Regions from separate parts of the Mus musculus genome. Here regions 1, 2, 3, 4 and 5 are each linked to region 6. Evidence: chromatin contacts called from public Hi-C, HiCAR-type and promoter capture Hi-C data. All regions are on one chromosome and are shown on one strand. Each heading gives the region's core, a stretch centred on a gene start, on an enhancer-like site or on the middle of the called end of the contact. The rest is flanking DNA. Distances are from core to core; before and after follow the strand shown. Region 1 holds the start of Psma1 (proteasome subunit alpha 1). Region 2 overlaps Rras2 (related RAS viral (r-ras) oncogene 2). Region 3 has its middle 62 kb from the start of Copb1. Region 4 has its middle 16 kb from the start of Rras2. Region 5 holds the start of Rras2 (related RAS viral (r-ras) oncogene 2). Region 6 holds the start of Spon1 (spondin 1, (f-spondin) extracellular matrix protein).

Evidence for each region. Promoter capture Hi-C pulls out the DNA fragments that hold promoters and counts their contacts. Hi-C and Micro-C count contacts between places; a contact is called where the count stands out from the background. HiCAR-type assays count read pairs that join an accessible place to other places.
Region 1: a contact with region 6 is called in a Hi-C map of pro-B cells, with 3 times the contacts expected there. The contact joins the promoter of Psma1 here to the promoter of Spon1 in region 6. A contact is called at or near these places in 2 of 39 promoter capture datasets (cranial neural crest and embryonic stem cells), 5 of 484 Hi-C or Micro-C datasets (cardiomyocytes, embryonic stem cells, large pre-B cells and 1 more) and 5 of 115 datasets of contacts at active chromatin or transcription factors (T-cell acute lymphoblastic leukemia, embryonic stem cells and large pre-B cells).
Region 2: a promoter capture Hi-C map of stem cell-derived epiblast-like cells shows a contact between it and region 6, with 3 times the contacts expected there. The contact joins the enhancer-like site here to the promoter of Spon1 in region 6. A contact is called at or near these places in 3 of 39 promoter capture datasets (hippocampal neurons, maxillary cranial neural crest and stem cell-derived epiblast-like cells), 2 of 484 Hi-C or Micro-C datasets (both in embryonic stem cells) and 7 of 115 datasets of contacts at active chromatin or transcription factors (embryonic basal ganglia, embryonic stem cells, large pre-B cells and 1 more).
Region 3: a contact with region 6 is called in a promoter capture Hi-C map of stem cell-derived epiblast-like cells, with 5 times the contacts expected there. The contact joins the enhancer-like site here to the promoter of Spon1 in region 6. A contact is called at or near these places in 6 of 39 promoter capture datasets (embryonic stem cells, hippocampal neurons, liver and 2 more), 27 of 484 Hi-C or Micro-C datasets (B cells, LSK cells, Th2 cells and 13 more), 5 of 115 datasets of contacts at active chromatin or transcription factors (embryonic forebrain, embryonic stem cells, large pre-B cells and 1 more) and 1 of 9 other capture datasets (embryonic stem cells).
Region 4: a Hi-C map of embryonic stem cells shows a contact between it and region 6, with 4 times the contacts expected there. The contact joins the enhancer-like site here to the promoter of Spon1 in region 6. A contact is called at or near these places in 3 of 39 promoter capture datasets (hippocampal neurons, liver and stem cell-derived epiblast-like cells), 8 of 484 Hi-C or Micro-C datasets (differentiating embryonic stem cells and embryonic stem cells), 5 of 115 datasets of contacts at active chromatin or transcription factors (T-cell acute lymphoblastic leukemia, embryonic stem cells and stem cell-derived neural progenitor cells) and 1 of 9 other capture datasets (embryonic stem cells).
Region 5: a contact with region 6 is called in a HiCAR-type map of astrocytes, with 2.7 times the contacts expected there. The contact joins the promoter of Rras2 here to the promoter of Spon1 in region 6. A contact is called at or near these places in 3 of 39 promoter capture datasets (hippocampal neurons, liver and stem cell-derived epiblast-like cells), 6 of 484 Hi-C or Micro-C datasets (adipose-derived mesenchymal stem cells, differentiating embryonic stem cells and embryonic stem cells), 3 of 115 datasets of contacts at active chromatin or transcription factors (astrocytes, embryonic stem cells and stem cell-derived neural progenitor cells) and 1 of 9 other capture datasets (embryonic stem cells).

What each region holds. Positions count from the first base shown.
Region 1 is chr7:114,274,745-114,277,444 of GRCm38.p6, forward strand. Psma1 (proteasome subunit alpha 1) reads right to left here and starts at 1,372. Exons shown (of 10, transcript NM_011965.2): 1 at 1,257-1,372. The coding sequence starts at 1,259.
Region 2 is chr7:114,070,746-114,073,445 of GRCm38.p6, forward strand. The region is part of intron 1 of Rras2 (related RAS viral (r-ras) oncogene 2); the gene reads right to left. Among named protein-coding and RNA genes, the nearest start is that of Gm51454, 36 kb to the left of the region's middle. Within about 2 kb of position 1,431, at least 119 of the 459 cell types and tissues checked have an H3K27ac peak or open chromatin away from gene starts, as enhancers often do. A contact at or near this core is called in embryonic stem cells and stem cell-derived epiblast-like cells, where this site is marked.
Region 3 is chr7:114,191,493-114,194,310 of GRCm38.p6, forward strand. No RefSeq gene overlaps it. Among named protein-coding and RNA genes, the nearest start is that of Copb1, 62 kb to the right of the region's middle. Within about 2 kb of position 1,294, at least 25 of the 459 cell types and tissues checked have an H3K27ac peak or open chromatin away from gene starts, as enhancers often do. A contact at or near this core is called in B cells, embryonic stem cells and stem cell-derived epiblast-like cells, where this site is marked.
Region 4 is chr7:114,132,810-114,135,509 of GRCm38.p6, forward strand. No RefSeq gene overlaps it. Among named protein-coding and RNA genes, the nearest start is that of Rras2, 16 kb to the left of the region's middle. Within about 2 kb of position 1,327, at least 15 of the 459 cell types and tissues checked have an H3K27ac peak or open chromatin away from gene starts, as enhancers often do. A contact at or near this core is called in differentiating embryonic stem cells, embryonic stem cells and stem cell-derived epiblast-like cells, where this site is marked.
Region 5 is chr7:114,116,501-114,119,209 of GRCm38.p6, forward strand. It overlaps Rras2 (related RAS viral (r-ras) oncogene 2), which reads right to left and starts at 1,281. Exons shown (of 6, transcript NM_025846.2): 1 at 896-1,281. The coding sequence starts at 1,003.
Region 6 is chr7:113,764,728-113,767,529 of GRCm38.p6, forward strand. It overlaps Spon1 (spondin 1, (f-spondin) extracellular matrix protein), which reads left to right and starts at 1,271. Exons shown (of 16, transcript NM_145584.2): 1 at 1,271-1,839. The coding sequence starts at 1,602.

The DNA of each region.
Region 1 (2,700 bases), core at 122-2,621, 510 kb after region 6:
CTTTGCTCATACTGTTCTCTACACAGGGCTCTAATAATCTGGCAAAGGCCTTTTCTGTACATTGACTCAAATGTCTATCTTTGAAGGTTTCTTCTTTTCTCCGAAAATTCTCAGCACAATATTCCAACAGAGCTTGAAGGTTTCTTCTTTTCTCTGAAAATTCTCAGCACAATATTCCAGCAGAGCTTTGAGATACAGGTTTCATGAAGCCCAGTCTGGCTTTTTCCTATATACCTGGGAAAATGATCTTGAAGTCCTGTCTCAACCTACCAAGTGCTCAGATTACAGGTGTCTGCTATCATGACCAACTATACATATTTTTTTCTTCTTTTCTTCCTTCCTTTTTTTTTTTTTTTTTTTTTTTTTTGGTGTCGGTCTCTACACTATGGATGTCCTGGAACTTTGACTTAGGCTTGCCTCAAACTCACAGAATTCTGCCTCTCTGCTTCCTAAGTGCTGGGATTAAACTCGTGTACCATAACACCTTCCAACATACCTTTTTTATCTTTATAGTATGAATAAAGTTATGTTTGGTTTAACTTTGAGCTCTCTACCTGCACCCTGTCACTGGATGAATTAACATATACACAAATCCTCAGTAAAGAGGTGGGCACAAATTGCTACCGTGGCAGACCCACTACAGCCATAATGTCATTACTAAAGCAAGTGTATCGGCTCTTAGGAGAATACTCATAATGGCAAAAAAGGCAAGAGTTCGCATGGCAGACTCCACAGAAGCAGCTCAGGGCCCTGTGCTGTAAACCTGAATCCATTACTTCCCCTTTTAGAACAAAGTGACTGTATGGAGTCTTTCCCGACGGCATTCTAATGAGACAGATTAAGACAGACCCACAAGGAAGATGAATTTGGTCTAAAGACCTGACTGCAGGCTCAGGTCTGCGCAGGCGATGCCAGGTGCACCCCTCCATTCCTATAGCCTTCCTCCTATGCAGATGACAAAGGACCATAGGGCATCTTGAAATCGGCCACCTAAGTAAATTGAGAGGGGAGGGCCTCTGGCTGGGCGAGGGAGAGCGCCTGGACCCCACGTAAGGTGGAGAAGCTGAGCGAAAGGCCGCCCAGGTTACTGATCGTTTCCCGCCGGCCAGGCCGCAGATGCTGAATCACTGTAGGAGACTGTCCGTGAGGTAAGCTCCCTCTCCCACCGCCCCACGCCCCAGGGAACAGAGGCCGATCCCCGACCACGTCAGTGTACCTCAGCCCCAAACCCTTCGAGGACTCGGGGCTCAACACACCATAGCTCCGGCGCAGCGACAACCTGACCCAGCAGCGGACACAGGAACACGGCCCCAACTACGGTTCGGTGATCGTCAAAGAAGCCTGCGGAGTCTTGACGGCGGCGACGCAGGAAGTGCAATCTATCCCAGAGCCACGGATCGGCGTCTAACGCTGCCCCGCCCTCCAGCCTTAAGTGGGCGGGGCCTGCGAAAGCTGAGAACGTGGGATTGGCAGGAAGCTCCGGGGTGGGAAAGCCAATGCGCAGAGAAAGCGGGGGGCGTGGCTTCACGTCACGCCCAGAGTTTCCTTGCTTTTTTTTTTTTTAATCCCCAAGTGGATTGCAGATTCCCGCCAACTCTCGGTCCTCTCAGTTGAACGTCGCCACCTAGCTCGGGATGGTGCGGTGGTCCCTCATAGATCTGTCACAGTGCACAGAGAGGTTTGGGAAACAGCGTGTCTGAAAGAGGCTGCAGAAAAAAAAAAAAAAAAAACAAGTGTGTGTGTGTGTGTGTGTGTGTGTGTGTGTGTTCATATTCCTGGCCTGAGATGCTTGAGTACTTGGAGAGCCCATCCTTAAAGGCTCCATGGTCTCGCATGATCGTGATACTTATGATCATTAGTTGCTATTGTAGGACCTGGTTTCTGTCCTGGCACTTGATCTTCTGCTGTCCACAACCAAATACCGTATCTGGTAGATTAGGCCACTAGGGGGAAGGTGCGAGTTTTCTTACGAGTTTTAAAAGAGTATGTTTTGGTTTAATCCCCAAATGAAATCAAGACTGCTAATTCTGTTGAATAACGTGTACCCAGAGTCAGGTAAGGATCTTTAAGGATCTGAACTTTGATGGCGGAGTAACACATCATTTAAATGTCTATGTTCACAGTAATTAGTATCACATTCTAAATATTTTCATGTCTGTATATATATGTACATTTTTTGTTTTTACATTTGTTTTGTGTGTGTGTCTGTGTCCCTGCATACCCTTTTTTGGGAGTCTGAAGACAACTTGAAGTTGGTGGTTCTCTCCTTGCGCCACGTGGATTCTGGGATTGAACTCAGGTTCACAGCTTGGCAGCTAATATAGCAATCCTCTGAACCATCATGCTTTTTGCTTTTCTTTTTCTCATCTCTCTCTGGGTTTGCACCCTCCCTCCCTCGTTTATATGCTCTCAACAGTTAATTAGATTGCTTTGTTCTTTAAATTCACCAACACTGGCTCTTGTTATTTTTAAAAATTTCTGACTTTAAATTGATAGATAGTGCTGTTTTGTTTTCGCAGCACCAGCACGGTGCCTAGCACATATTAGGTACATAATTTGTATTGCTGAATGAACAATGGATTTGGAATGAATGGGAAAATTAAATGCTCATTTAAAAATGGTTGTGGAACTGCAGAGTGCTGTCTACAACCTTCTGCAACTCTAGGGAATCGGACCTCTTCCGGCTACCGTGACGCTTGT
Region 2 (2,700 bases), core at 181-2,680, 310 kb after region 6:
CAACCCCAAGGGCAGCAGTTCTCAACCTTGGGGTGGGGGGGTTCCTCCAAACCACCTTCTCACAGGGTCACCTAAGACTATAGGAAAACACTGGTATTTACATTACGATTCATTAAAAGTAACAAAATTATAGTTATGAGGTAACAACAAAAATAATTTTAGGGTTGGGGGTCAGCCACAGCATTAGGAAGGTTGAGAACCAGTACTCTAGGGGATCCGACACCCTCTTCTTGGCCTCAAGAGAGAACTGGGAGACACACACACACAAACGCACATGCACATGTGCACGCATGCACACACACAAATGCACACACACACGGAAGAAGTCTCTCGTGTACTCCCTAGAAATGGAAAGAAGGCACCTAGAACACATCGCAGCTCTCTGCAAGCTTTCTTATTAGAACCCTGAACTTTGAACACTTCCTTGGAGATGAGTGTGACCTAAGCGTGCGATGTCCTTGGAATGAGGAGAATGGGGCACCACAAGCTTTATTCTCCATCTTTGGGACTTCAATAAAATTAAACAGATTTTTGTTCCAGTTTAAAAAAATCCCACCATGAACTCCCCGGGCCAGGCAGCTCTAGACCTGACACTCCATAGCACAGCTCACACACCTTACTTCCCCATAGTAAGGGCCTTGCCATCTTGGACACAGCCACAATCTCAAAATACGGCGGTGGGGAAAGCCATCAGTGATGGGGAGCCAGGAACCCACTTCCCTGAGCTGGTGAGGACACTTAGCCATCAGCAGTCTCTAGTCACTAAACAAATGCAGTGGGAATTCCTCTGGAGACACCAGCACCTCAGCCACAGGCAGCTGTGGGCAGAGCAGCCTCCTGTAGTAGTCTCTCTGTAGCAGCAGCTGTCAGGGCACAGAGAACCTTTGTTCTCACACCGCCCTCTCTAACCTTTGTCAAATGTTCCCATGTGATTGATATTCCTCAAGCAATTATATTTTTAATGAATGAATGAATGAATGAATTACAGATATGGTCATAATAAACGCCCTAGGGCACTAAGTCCGGAACCCCTTTAGTTTATTTTATTTAAAAAACTGAGACCTCTGGTAAACACTAATTGTCCCAGACCGCCTAACGCCAGCAGGGTGTGAAGGGACTCGAGGTCACTCTGTAGACCATCAGCTCCTGTGCACAGCCCCCACCACGACCTGGGGCTGGGGGTGAACGGACTAGTTATACTATACCACCAAGAAGCCCAGCCCAGTGCATGACGAGCCTGCTCTGCTGCAGAGTGTGTTTCTACGTCAGTTAGAGGAGTCTTGTTTCCCCAGGGAATTTTTTTCTAGGCTGTGGTTGTCCCCATAGTCCAGAACACAAGACATACAGTCCTGAGGCAGTATCAGCTTCCAGGCCTAAGAGGAAGCAGAAAGTAGGAGTCTGGCTTTCCCCAAGTGCAGAGCCAGCCCGATGGAGGAGGAGCCTCCTGCCCACCCAGCCTCTGCTGCTCTCCTTTCCCCTCCTCATGGCTCTTCCCAAGCTTCTGCTTCCTTCTAAAAACAACATTCTTAGCACCATGTCACCTAATACCGGCTGTCACCTAACACCCGCCTCTGTTCCCAAATTAAAAGTAACAATTCCCCACGGACCCCTCAATCTCACCCAGCAGTAGCAGGTGAAATATTCCGGGGTAAATCTAGCACACTGCAGCAAGCCAGGTCACCTTAAGGAAAGCAAACTCTGGGCTGGCGGTGTAGCTTGGCGGCCAAGCACCGAGTGAAGGAGCACTCAGAGCCTTGAAATCAACCCTCAGCACTGGCCCCTCTCCCAAACAGTCTGAATTAAAAAGGAATTATCAGTAATGTTCTGGTCAAAACAAAAAAAAGAGCTCCATTCTCCATGGAAGAAAAATCACTCGGGGGCAAATCACAAGTTCATGGTGTGAGCTCCTGAGCAGGCCTGCCTTATGAAGCTCCTTTTAGTCCCTTCCTGTCTCCTCCCCGTCCCTCCATGATCCTAACCTGTTAGACAGGTTATTCACACCTGAGTGGACAAGATGACACAAACATTCTGCGTGCAGCTTGAAAACTGCACAGGAGGGAGGGGGCCATGATGGCCACAAGCACTGTTCATACAGATAAACCATTTGGGGATGAGACAAGCTGAACTCTGTTACCAACGACACAGCTACACACGAACCCACTAATCACATTTACAAACCATTTGTTCCTGTACAGCCACCTACTTATCTTTTGGAGCTGACATAATAGTTAGCAGGCAATGGGCAACAGTAGGTCAATGGCCTATTTCATGTAACATAATAAAAGCTATCAGAGCCAAAGAAATGGCTCTGTGGGAAAAGGCTTTTGCCACCAAATCTAAAGACCTGAGTTCAATCCCTGGTACCACAGGGTGGAAGGAAAGAATCAACTCTCATGAGCTGCCTCAACCTATCTCTATCTTTCTCTCTCTCTCTCTCTCTCTCTTCCTCTCTCTCTCTCTCCCTCTCTCTCTTTTTTTTTTTTAAAGATTTATTTATTTATTATATGTAAGTACACTGTAGCTGTCTTCAGACACTCCAGAAGAGGGCATCAGATCTCATTATGGGTGGTTGTGAGCCACCATGTGGTTGCTGGGATTTGAACTTCGGACCTTCGGAAGAGCAGTCGGGTGCTCTTACCCACTGAGCCATCTCACCAGCCCCCTTCCTCTCTCTTTCTGTCTCTGTCTCTCTCCACACAC
Region 3 (2,818 bases), core at 44-2,543, 430 kb after region 6:
TGAAATTTCATTGAACACTGAGTCTTACTCTACAGCCTGTTCCGGCCCTTACTTTTGCTTACACGTGATAAATCACCTTTGCTTTGCTAGCTGCTCCCTTTGCGTCTGTGCCAATGGATGGATCGGGCGAGGACCTCCTGAATTCTTTCCCATCTCATCAAGAGAAGAGAATGAATCCAGGAGTGGGAATGTGAAACATAGAACCAAGACTCTGAGGTAGAAGGAACCTGAGCTGAAACCCTTTAAAATGCTATTGCATTTTAAAGAGAGGTCCCATCAGCTCCTGCCACCCAAGTCCTACAGCTGTCCTGATGCCTCCTTCCCTTTAGTTACCACGTAATTTGGCGGATTCTATCAACTTTTCCAGTGTCTTTTCAGTAAATTTCTTACACATATACATTTTCTTTCCCTTCAGCTAAATTTGTATGTCATTTTTAAAAAAAAATTTTTTTTTCCTGTTTTCCAAGACAGGGTTTCTTCATGTCACCCTGGCTGTCCTGGGACTCTCTCTGTAGACCAGACTGGCTTCAAACTCACAGAGATCTACCTGCTTCTGCCTCTCAAGTGCTGGGATTAAAGATATGTGCCACCACTGCCCTGCTTCATTTGTTTTAATTTTTAAGAATAAAATTATTTATATGTGTGTGTGTGTGGCGGGGGACCGATATTCTTTTATGGGTATTTGTGCATACATGCAGGTACTTGTGGTGGCCAAAAGAGGACATTGGATCCCCTGGCACTGGAGTTACAGGTGGCTATGAGCTACCCGAGGAGTCACTGGGACCCACGCACAGGTCCTCTGCTAGAGCCATATGTGCTGTTAACACTGGATCCTCTCTCTGTAGCCAGCCCTGGTTTGCATGTTTTGATAAAGCCCACCCCCCACCTTTTTTTTTTTTTTTTTTTTTTTTTGGTTTTTCGAGACAGGGTTTCTCTGTGTAGTCCTGGCTGTCCTGGAACTCACTTTGTAGACCAGGCTGGCCTCGAACTCAGAAATCCACCTGCCTCTGCTCCCCAAGTGCTGGGATTAAAGGTGTGCACCACCATGCCCAGTGATAAAGCCCATATTATATGTTCCTTGTCACTAATATACTAGTATATTCCTCCAAATGGGTGTTTCATTTTTAAAAAAGATGATGTGGGGGCTGGAGAGTTGGCTCAGAAGTTAAGAACATAAGAACATGGCTGTTCTTCCAGAGAACCCAGGTTTGGTTCTCAGTACCCATGTGGTAGCTCACAACTTCCTGTAAATCCCGTCCCAGAGACTCAGACACTGTAGGGGCTTGGTCTGGTGCTGCTGTGTATTCACATGCTAAATACTCTATCCCAAGAATCGTTGCCCCAGCGATCTATCCTTACACCAGCTTCTGTTGTGTAAACCTTGCCACCCCCTAACACCTCCCACCCCCAGTTATTCCTGTTTGGTTAATAAAGATGCCTAAGACCTGGGCTGGGCAGAAGAGAGAGGGCAGAGTAGAGGTTTCCAGGCTTGGGGTCTGAGGTGGGAACAAGGAGAGAGAGAAAGAGAGGAAGAAGAGGTCACTGTGGAGGGCATAACCTGGGACCGTAGCAACCTCCAGAATAATAATTAATACAACACGACACTTTCTTCTGTCCTCTGTGGTCACCAGGCACACCTGTGGTGCAGCTACAAACATGCAGGCAAAACACCCCAAACATCCCCGCACATGAAAAGTTAAAAATTTTAAACAATTCCAAAGGAAGCTGATGTATATAGACCTTACCGCTTCATTGCCTTAATGGAGTGAATAATTCTAACACTGCACATTACACTATGTTTCATAGAAAACAGTGCATGAATTTACCACCAGTCACATAAGTGGACACCTGGAGACGCACTAAAGGCATTCACTACACGCTGCTATCATAAGCAATAGGTACAGTCTTGTTGTGTAGCCCAGATTGACTGAAACTCAGTGTTAAGCCCAAAGACCTGGAAGTCCTGCTTGACTGCTGGGATTGAAGGTGGTGTCATCACATCTGGTTACAAGCCAGGATGACAAAAGCAATTTTGCCTGTGTCTAAAGGATAAAGTGATTAAAAGCCAAATGGTGGCGACATCTTTACTCCCAACTCCCAGGAAACTGAGGCAGGTGTGGATCACTGTGGGTTCAAGATCAGCCTGGTCTACATGGCGAGTTCCAGGATAGCCAGGAACAAACAGCCTCTATAGAGAGACCTGTCTCAAACAACATCAAAAGAAACCAAATGGACAGACGCAAGAAGCAGAATGAGGAAGGCCTTTCCTTCTAGAACAGCCTTTTAAAATTAGCATACAGAGTAATGGGTTCATTATTACATCATCATGAATGCTTTGCATTTGTTGATTTTTCTACCCCTCCCCTTCCTCTCCTCCCAAATACTATAAAATACTATACATTCTGTGACTCTCCCCCTCTCCCTCCCGTTCTGCCTTCTAGTTCCCCTTTCAAGGTTCTCTTTCTAGTTTCATGACCCACATTCCCTTCAAACATATAAAGATTCAAAAGTAGGACCATATATGAGAGATGTGTTATTTATCATTCTGGGTCTTTCTGGTTTACTTAGAGTGTTATAATTTCCCATTCTATGCATTCCTAGGCAAATGGCATGATTTCATTTTTCTTTATGGCTATATAAACCTTTACAGTTTATGTGTATATTTTCTTTATCTATTGATGAACTTCTAGTTCTATTCCTAGTTCTGTGACAAAACACTAACATGGCTATATGAGTGTCCCTATGATAAGGGTCCTTTGGTGGGGGCTGGACAGATGGCTCAATGGTTAGGGGCACTTGTTGCTCTTACAGAGGACTC
Region 4 (2,700 bases), core at 77-2,576, 370 kb after region 6:
TAGAGAAGAAACAAAGATCAAGAAAGGCAAAGCCCAGCATGGCCTGGGAACGCCACACGCTGGATTCCAGTTTGCTTCTCTCAGATTCAAGCACATCTCCAGCACACTGCCTTGGAAGCCACCAGCTCAGAAGGCTGACCAGAGCCAACAGGGCACCAGACTTCCAGGACTTGGCTGCCAGGAGGATTAAAAAAAGAGCATCCATCCTTGCCCTCATACCTAAAAAATGCTAACCAACCAATATCACTGCACTGGCAAATTTGTTTGTTTTAATTTAATTTATGTATTTTTATTTATGTATATTTGTACATTGGTGTTTTGCCTGTATATAAGTCTATATTAGGGTATCAGATCCCTGGAACTGGAGTTAAGAAGGTTGTGAGTTGCCATATGGATTCTGGGAATTGAACCCAGATCTCTGGAAGAGCAGCTAAGTGCTCTTAACTTCTGAGCCATTTTTCCCAGCACTGCAAAGTTATTTTTAAAAGTTGAAAACTAGGGGGCTGGAGAGGTGGCTCAGCAGTTAAGAGCACTGACTGTTCTTCCAGAGGTCCTGAGTTCAATTCCCAGCAGCCACATGGTGGTTCATAACCATCTGTAATGGGGTCCGATGCCCTCTTCTGGTGTGTCTGAAGACAGCTACAGTGTACTCATCATATACAATAAATAAATAAATAAATAAATAAAATCTTTTTTTAAAAAGTTGAAAACTAGATGTCCAATAACAAGCTTGGTCAAAGCTAAGTTTAGTGCCTGTGCCTGTGATTCCAAAAAAACCTAAAGGGGAGCCTTGTTGTGAATTTCAGGTCAGTCTGGGCAGAATGAGCCTCTTTCTCAAGGAAGAGGAGGGGGGTGGAGGAAAGGAGGAGAGTGGAACAGTGAAATTATAACCATCATACCAAATGTTCCATGTCCATTAAAAATGGATTTTATGGGCTAGAAAGATGGCTTAGCAGTTAAGAGCACTGGCGGATCGTCTAGTGGACCTGGATTCGGCTCTCAGCACACACGGTGGCTCCCAACTGAATGGAAAAAAAAAAGAAATAAAAAGGAGGCTAGAACTGCTCTAAAGGTTGAGGTGAAGGTTCATTGTAGACAGATATGAGGAAGAGTACAGCCAGAGACATCTGGAAGGGTCCGGAGTGAGCATGGCCAGACTGTGTGAAGAGAGGGGAGAAGAGCCAGGAGACCAGGAGAACAAAAGGGCAAAGGGTAAAGCGGGTAAAGGACTAAGGCAGCCGAACCAACTGGATTATATAGGAAAGAGCAGCTGGGGGAAGGGCAGGTGAGCCCTGGGACCTGAGAGTTCAGGGTAGGGGTCGGAGTGCATAGGCACAGAGCACCCTACAACAGGAAGGGACTGAGGGAGGCTGGGAGAACCTGGGGGCCAGGACCATTTGATATGTAAAATAGCCACCTCAGCCTTTTGTCCTGGGTTTGAGACCTAACAACACCCATTTGTAACTCCAGTTCCAGAGATCCAACAACCTCTTCTGACCTCACAAGGCACAGACGTACGTGCAGGCAAACCACCCAAGGAATGGAGGGAGGGAGGGAGGGAGGGAGGGAGGGAGGGAGGGAGGGAGAAAGGAAGGAAGGAAGGAAAGAAGGAAGGAAGGAAGGAAGGAAGGAAGGAAGGAAGGAAGGAAGGAAGGAGAAAAAGAGAGAGGAAAGAAAGATAGACAGAGAGTGAGAGGGAAGGAGAAAGGAAGGAAAAGGCTTTTCTTCCTGGTGTGTATGACTGTAGTCGCCGTTACCTGGGAAGCTAGCAGGGAACAGCTTGATCCCTGAAGTTCAAGTGTAGTCTGAGCTACATACCAAGACACATACATATGCACATATACATACATCATATATATCATATACATAGAGAGAGACACAGAGACAGAGAGAGACAGAGATCTACTTATGAAGAAAAACAAAACAAAAATAGAAGGTGGGTGTCTTGATCTGAATGCACCTATCCGCCCCAGATTTTTGTTGTTGTTGTTGTTGTTGAAATCTGATGCCCTGTGAGCTGAATCTGTTACTGGAATCTGAGGTGTGCCATTCGACACCTTACCAAAACAAACAAAACAAAACAAACAAAAAAAACAAAAACAAAAACAAAAAAAAAAAACCAGGGGACAAGAATTTGCAAAAGAAAATGAAATTTTATCTAGTTCTGTCCTGATAGAACTGGAAAGATAGAAATTCTCAGCTTCCCTCACCTTGCCTGTAGCAGTGATAAAATGTCTAGAAATGATGAAACAAAAGGCCAGGGGGAGATTTAGCTGCGAGAGAAATGATCAGAGCTGTGAGATCCATCTCTTCCTGGGAGACTGTTCATCCTCTGGCGCGGGAGAGTTCCTAGAGAAAGGTTAACCCCTTAGAGCCCTTGCTGGAAGTCTTTTAGGAGGGGATGAGGTAACGAGGGGCTGCACCATGAGAAGAGCAGGAGCGTGCTGGGCTCGTGAATGGGGTTAGTGCCCCCCATGAAGAGCCTAGGGAGCCTGCCTGGCCCTTCCATCTGGGAGGACGCAGAATCACAGCTCATGATGCACAGCTCTCTCCGGGCAATCCTAAACTCAGATTTCCCAATCTCCAGAAGTCAGTTTCTGTTACCAAATGTAAGGTCTCTTGTTAGAGTAGTCTGAATGGACAGATAGAGAAAGCTACAAACAGAATATGCAGTAGCTTACAGTTATGAGGCCAGATGTG
Region 5 (2,709 bases), core at 31-2,530, 350 kb after region 6:
GCCACGCCTTTCAGGGTGACAAAAGCAAGGAGATCTGCATTTGCTTTTAAAAATCAAAAAGAAGAGAAAGGAAAATCACTCGGGCGTCTTAACCTAGAATAAAATCTAAAGACAAATTTCACCTTCCTTTTCTTTGCCACAACCCGACTTTCCTCCTCCAGCAAACAGAAAATAGGGGGGGGGGGGGAGAAGGGTGCAACACACAACTCATACTCGTCCCCTCCTAGCGGGGCTCACCCCAAACTTCACCTAAGCGCGAAGCAGGCAGGCACCGGGAATTCCAAGGAAATGGTCTCGCCCCTATCAAAGCACATTTTTAACTTCCTCGAAGCCATTATTTCCCTAGGGCACGATCAAACACTCCCACCCGGACGTACCACCAAACAGACTACTTGTAAGAGAAGCTCAAACACACACAAAGAGAAAACACTATTGGGAGCCGGCGGCGCGAAGCCGCCGCCAAGTAGCCCGGGCCAGCGCTGCCACCGAGGCAGGCGCGGGGTCCCCACTCCGGCCCTCAGGGCAGGAAGCCCGGCACCGCGGCGCGGCTGCAACCCGCGGGCTCCCGCCCTGACCGCAGTGATAAGGTGGAACTGCGCTTCCCACCCGGCCAGCTCCGCCCTCCGGGCCACATTCCTGAGAAGCCCGACTCCCCGGACGCCGCGCCGGGCGCCTGGCGGGCAGTAGCGCGGCGCCGTGGCCGCAGGGCAGGAGCGCAGCGCCGACTCCTCACTGTTCCTGCCCTCGCAGCCGCGCGCCCTGGCCCCGCGCAAACCGCACCCGCGCGCACCGCACGCGCCGGAGCCCCGCACCCGCGCGCCCCGGGCGGGGTCGCCGCGGCCACAGGTAGCGCCACCCCGCCGCCGCCGCCACCCCGCAGGCCGTCTCCAGGCACCTGGATGAACTGGATGGTGAGCGCCGACTTGCCCACGCCGCCACCGCCGACCACCACGAGCCGGTACTTCTCCTGGCCGGAGCCGTCGCGCCAGCCGGCCGCGGCCATCGGGACGCCCCGAGCCCAGCCCGGCCGCCGCGCGCCCTAGGCCCGGCTCCGGGGACGAGTGCGGCCGGCTGGGTTACAGGCGGTAGAGCGCGCGGGGTCCGTGAGTGGCCTGGAGGGCCGCGGAGCGCTATCCCTCGGACCGGCTGGGAGTTGCCCGAGACGCTGGAGAGCCGGGAAGGCTCCAGGGCAGAGGACGCAGCGGCCAGGGAGCGCGCTCTTCTTCGCGGATCTGCAGCGCAGCCGAACGCAGCCTTCGGCACCGCTACAAATGGCCGTCTGGGGGCCGGGCCGCTGGGCTGGGGTACTACATATGCATGAGGGGGCGGGGCTAGGCCGCGCCCGCCCAGGCGGAGACTCTGGAGCGCCCTAGGCAGCAGACCCTGCAGACCTGCCCTCAGAGCACCGGGAGGAGAAGGAAGAAACCGGGAAGATGGACGGCGGTGACAGTGATTGCATAAATCAGGGATCGTGTTCATGAAAGAAACAGCCTGTGATGGCGTGGATGAAAAATAGAACTGTTGTCATATTCACTCAACTCCATACCCTGTTTTCGGAATGCAGATGGTGACTGTATTTGTTTAAAAAAAAAAAAAGTATAAGGCAGCGATTGAAGAAAATGAGACCTGTAGCGGTACCTGAACATATGATAGTCTAGTGACAGTGAGAGAGTGGGTAGTGATTGAGCTTGCACGGGGCCACAGTGCATGTGGACAGATCTGGGGCGTAACATCTTTGTTCCTATGTCTATGTGTGAAAAAATGTGTGATAATTGTGTATGAGGGTCGTGAGAAATTTGCAGGTTGGTGACATGTTTTTTAGGAGGAGCGTGTTCCTTGCTAGCACAGCTTCTACGAACATGATCAGGCCCTTGCCCTTAGAGTCCAGAGGAGGAGGCAGCCGGGACAATAGGCACCTTGTGAGACATAATTGTAAGAACAACAGCTGCTCAGCACTGAGGTCCAAGGTGCACTTACCCCAGAGCTGGCTAGTCAGAGAAGGTTTTCCCAAAGACCCGAGGAATAATCTTGTAAACAGATGAGTGAATGGGAGAAAAGTATTCCAGGGAAAGAAAACCAAGCTGAGCCGTGTGTGGTAACCCACGCCTTTAGTTCCAGTATTCTGGAAGCTCAAAGAGTTCAAGGCCAGCCTGACCTACATAGTGAGTTCCAGGCCAGGGCTGGAAGAGTGAGACCTAGTCTGAAAAGATAGGAAGAATGAAAGAGAGAAAAGAAAACCATGATATGCAGAAGCCAGAGATGGCAAAAGGACACATTCTGTTGTGTGGTTTTGAACGTTCTCGGGGGAGTTTACAAGCTTGCAGATATAAATAGAAACTCACTGTGTGTGACTTGGATGTGGTAGGGATATCTCTATAGAGGCCACGTAAGATGGAGGCTGTGGTCTTCTCAGAGGGTACACTGGTTCAAATCCTGCCTGCTTTGCTAATGGCATAGCGATGGGAACTTAAGCTCTGTGCCTCAGCTTCCAAATAAGCTCTCAAATAAGGGCCCGAGCCAGTGGATGGCGCACCCGCAAGCCTACCGACCTGATCTTTGGGACCCACAGGCAGGGAGAAAAGCAACCCCCAACACTTGTTCTCTGCCCTCCACAGTTCCTTCACTGCCGAGCAGACATCCCACCCAAACACATATATACACAAAGAAACGCAGTGCTTAATACAGTGTGGGCTAAGCATGGTGGTTTTA
Region 6 (2,802 bases), core at 21-2,520:
GAGAGCTGGTCTGTTGGATCAGAGGCTGAGGTCCAGTTCTCATGCTTTCTCCTAAGGCTGAGAAGTACACAAGGCCTTCCACAAGGCTTATTCCTCAGTGACTTCTGAAAGATAGCATCCAGTTGACGGTGGTAGTACAAGTCACACCATAGGACTGAGGGATCAGTGGTTAGTGGATGGGGTGAGGAATGGAATTTCCAGTATTGATGGCTCTATTGGGCTGTTTGTAATCTAAGAGGAAGAGGAAAGGCGAGTCTGGAAAGTGGACGAAACTGCTTGTTAGATGCAGGCACTTGAGAAGTATTCAAGGCCCTGGGAAGAATAAAGGAGAATAATGCAGCCTTTCAGGGCATTGGGGGCAGGGGAGGCTTGTGTGCAGCAATGGCATTCAGGTATCTTCAAGTAGGGTGTCTCCTGAGGCAAAGTATTCCACATGAGAGATTTTGCCAAATTTCGGCATACACAGCTCTGGTTCAATAGCTGCCGCCCGCTCCTGCCCCATGCTTCCTGGGCAGGGAACACGCTTGGAAAGGATGTCTGACCTAACCTCACAATGGATAAATGACAAGGCTGAGGCAGAGAGACATTGAGAGAGATTCCGGCTTATGGCCTCTCCCAAAAACCTGTCCCTGGAGGCTAAGAGCCTGAACTAAATATCTAAGCCAAGAAAACACAGGCCCTTCTTTGAACATTTCAAAATGGCCAGGCTCCTAAGCAATAGACACTTATTTTTGTAAGCCCCCTCCTTCTTAAAACCTCACAGTTTATGATTGCTTAGATACACTGCTGAATAAACTAATATGTAGCAAAAAATATTTTCTTCAATAGTAACTTTTCCTCTTGTTTTAAAAGAAAAACATTTTAAAAAATCTTCAAAATTATGGCCAAGGCATTGTGCCAGCTGCTCTCAGGGCCTAAGTCTCGGGCTCCTTGCTGGTCCTCTAGCGTGATATGTTATATGGTGGCCTGGTAAGAGGCAGCGGGCCAGCACAGCAAAGGTGGCCTGCGGGGATCTGCTTGTCTATAAATAAATGATTACGGTGTGTGGCGCTAGTGCACGTGGTAGACTGATGCCGCCGCGGGGAAACCTTGCAGCAGCGCAGCCTGGCACTGAGTAGGTTTGCAACAAAAGTTAAGTTGGCAGGCTTTCCCTCCTCAGAGCACTGTGGTCCACAGGACCCAAGCTGGAACTGGATACCGAGGAAGCAGCCTCGTTGGTGGCAGGGTAGATTGAGCCAGCACGTGTCTGCGTATCCCGGCTCTCTCCCACCAGACCCTGGGAATCCAGCTTCACAAAACAAACACCAGAGCGCCCGCTAATCGCCAGCTCAGAAACAAAACAGCACTGCGCTGGGGGATCCGGGCGCAAATCAGCCCTCCCTCTTCGCGCTCCTTCGCCACCGCCCGCCCCTCAGCTCCGCTGCTCGGCTCCGCTCAGAGCAGCGCAGCTCCGCAGCCGCCAAAGCGAGGCGGGCACGGTCTCCCCACCGCCAGCGCCACCCGGGCTCCTCCAGGTTTCGCCTCTGCAGCTCCCGTCACTTGGAGCAGGAGTGTCCTGACAGGGTCTGCAACATCCGCATAAAGTTGGGGGGCCCTCGAGGATGAGGCTGTCTCCCGTGTCCCTGAGGCTTAGCCGGGGTCCGGCGCTGCTGGCCCTCGCGCTGCCCCTGGCCGCAGCGCTAGCTTTCTCAGATGAGACCCTGGACAAAGTGACCAAGTCGGAGGGCTACTGCAGCCGCATCTTGCGCGCCCAGGGCACACGGCGTGAGGGATACACGGAGTTCAGCCTCCGCGTGGAAGGCGACCCTGACTTCTATAAGCCAGGAAGCAGCTACCGAGGTGAGTGGAATGGCGTTGGGGACCGGAGATCTAGGAACCCCTAGGGCACTGACCCGAGCAAGGCTGGAGCCGGGAGCGCAGTCCCCGAGTGTACCACGTCTGCGCATCCCAGCCCGGGGCCGTGACCTGGCTGCCCTGAGCCCCTTAGCTGCCAGCTCTATACTATACCCAACAAGACAGTGTCGGGGGAGGAGGGGGCCGTCGGGGAGGCTACAGGCAGGAGAGACAGCCCCGGTCTCCAACGCAGGGTTCCCGAGCCGGGGAATACAGCCGAGCCACACATCACACCAGCCTGGCTGGGAGGGAGCCCGACTTCGCTCCAGCTGTTGGCGAGAGTGAAGTACACACACACATTTCTCCTTATCGCTCTCTGGGGAAGAGGGTACTCTCAGGTGGGTCCCAGGTAGGGCATCTCTTCCCATGGTTTTCATCCTCGAAGGAGAGATACCAGCTTCTAGATCAAGCAGGACTCTCACTTCCTGGATGGGTCCCTAACCAGTCTCAGGTTAGGGGAAGGAGGAACCTGAAGGGTCCACAGAAAGATCCCCGAATTACTCTCTTATGTCCCAGGAGAAGACAGAGACCCTTGGATTTCCAGGACAGGTTTCAATGGCAATAGGGTCCTCAAAAACAAACAAACAAACAAACAAACAAACAACCCAACACGGGTAGTCTCTCAATGGAAGGTGGAATGTGACGATAGAAAACAGACCCAGGATTCCCAGAACGCGATTCTGATTCTGGCGGCCTAGACGCTGTGCGCCCTGGGGATGCCCAGCTTTACGCAGCTCAGTAGAGAGTAGGGCTCAGAGCACAGGGAAAGGCAGTACAAGCAGGTGGGCGATTTCTGGCATGACCAACAGCTAGGCCCACACCCACCTGAAGACTCCAGTCACCTCCTCCTCCATCCTCACACTCCCTGCTTAGTAGGTCTATAGGCTCCCCAGATATCTTTTCCTTTTT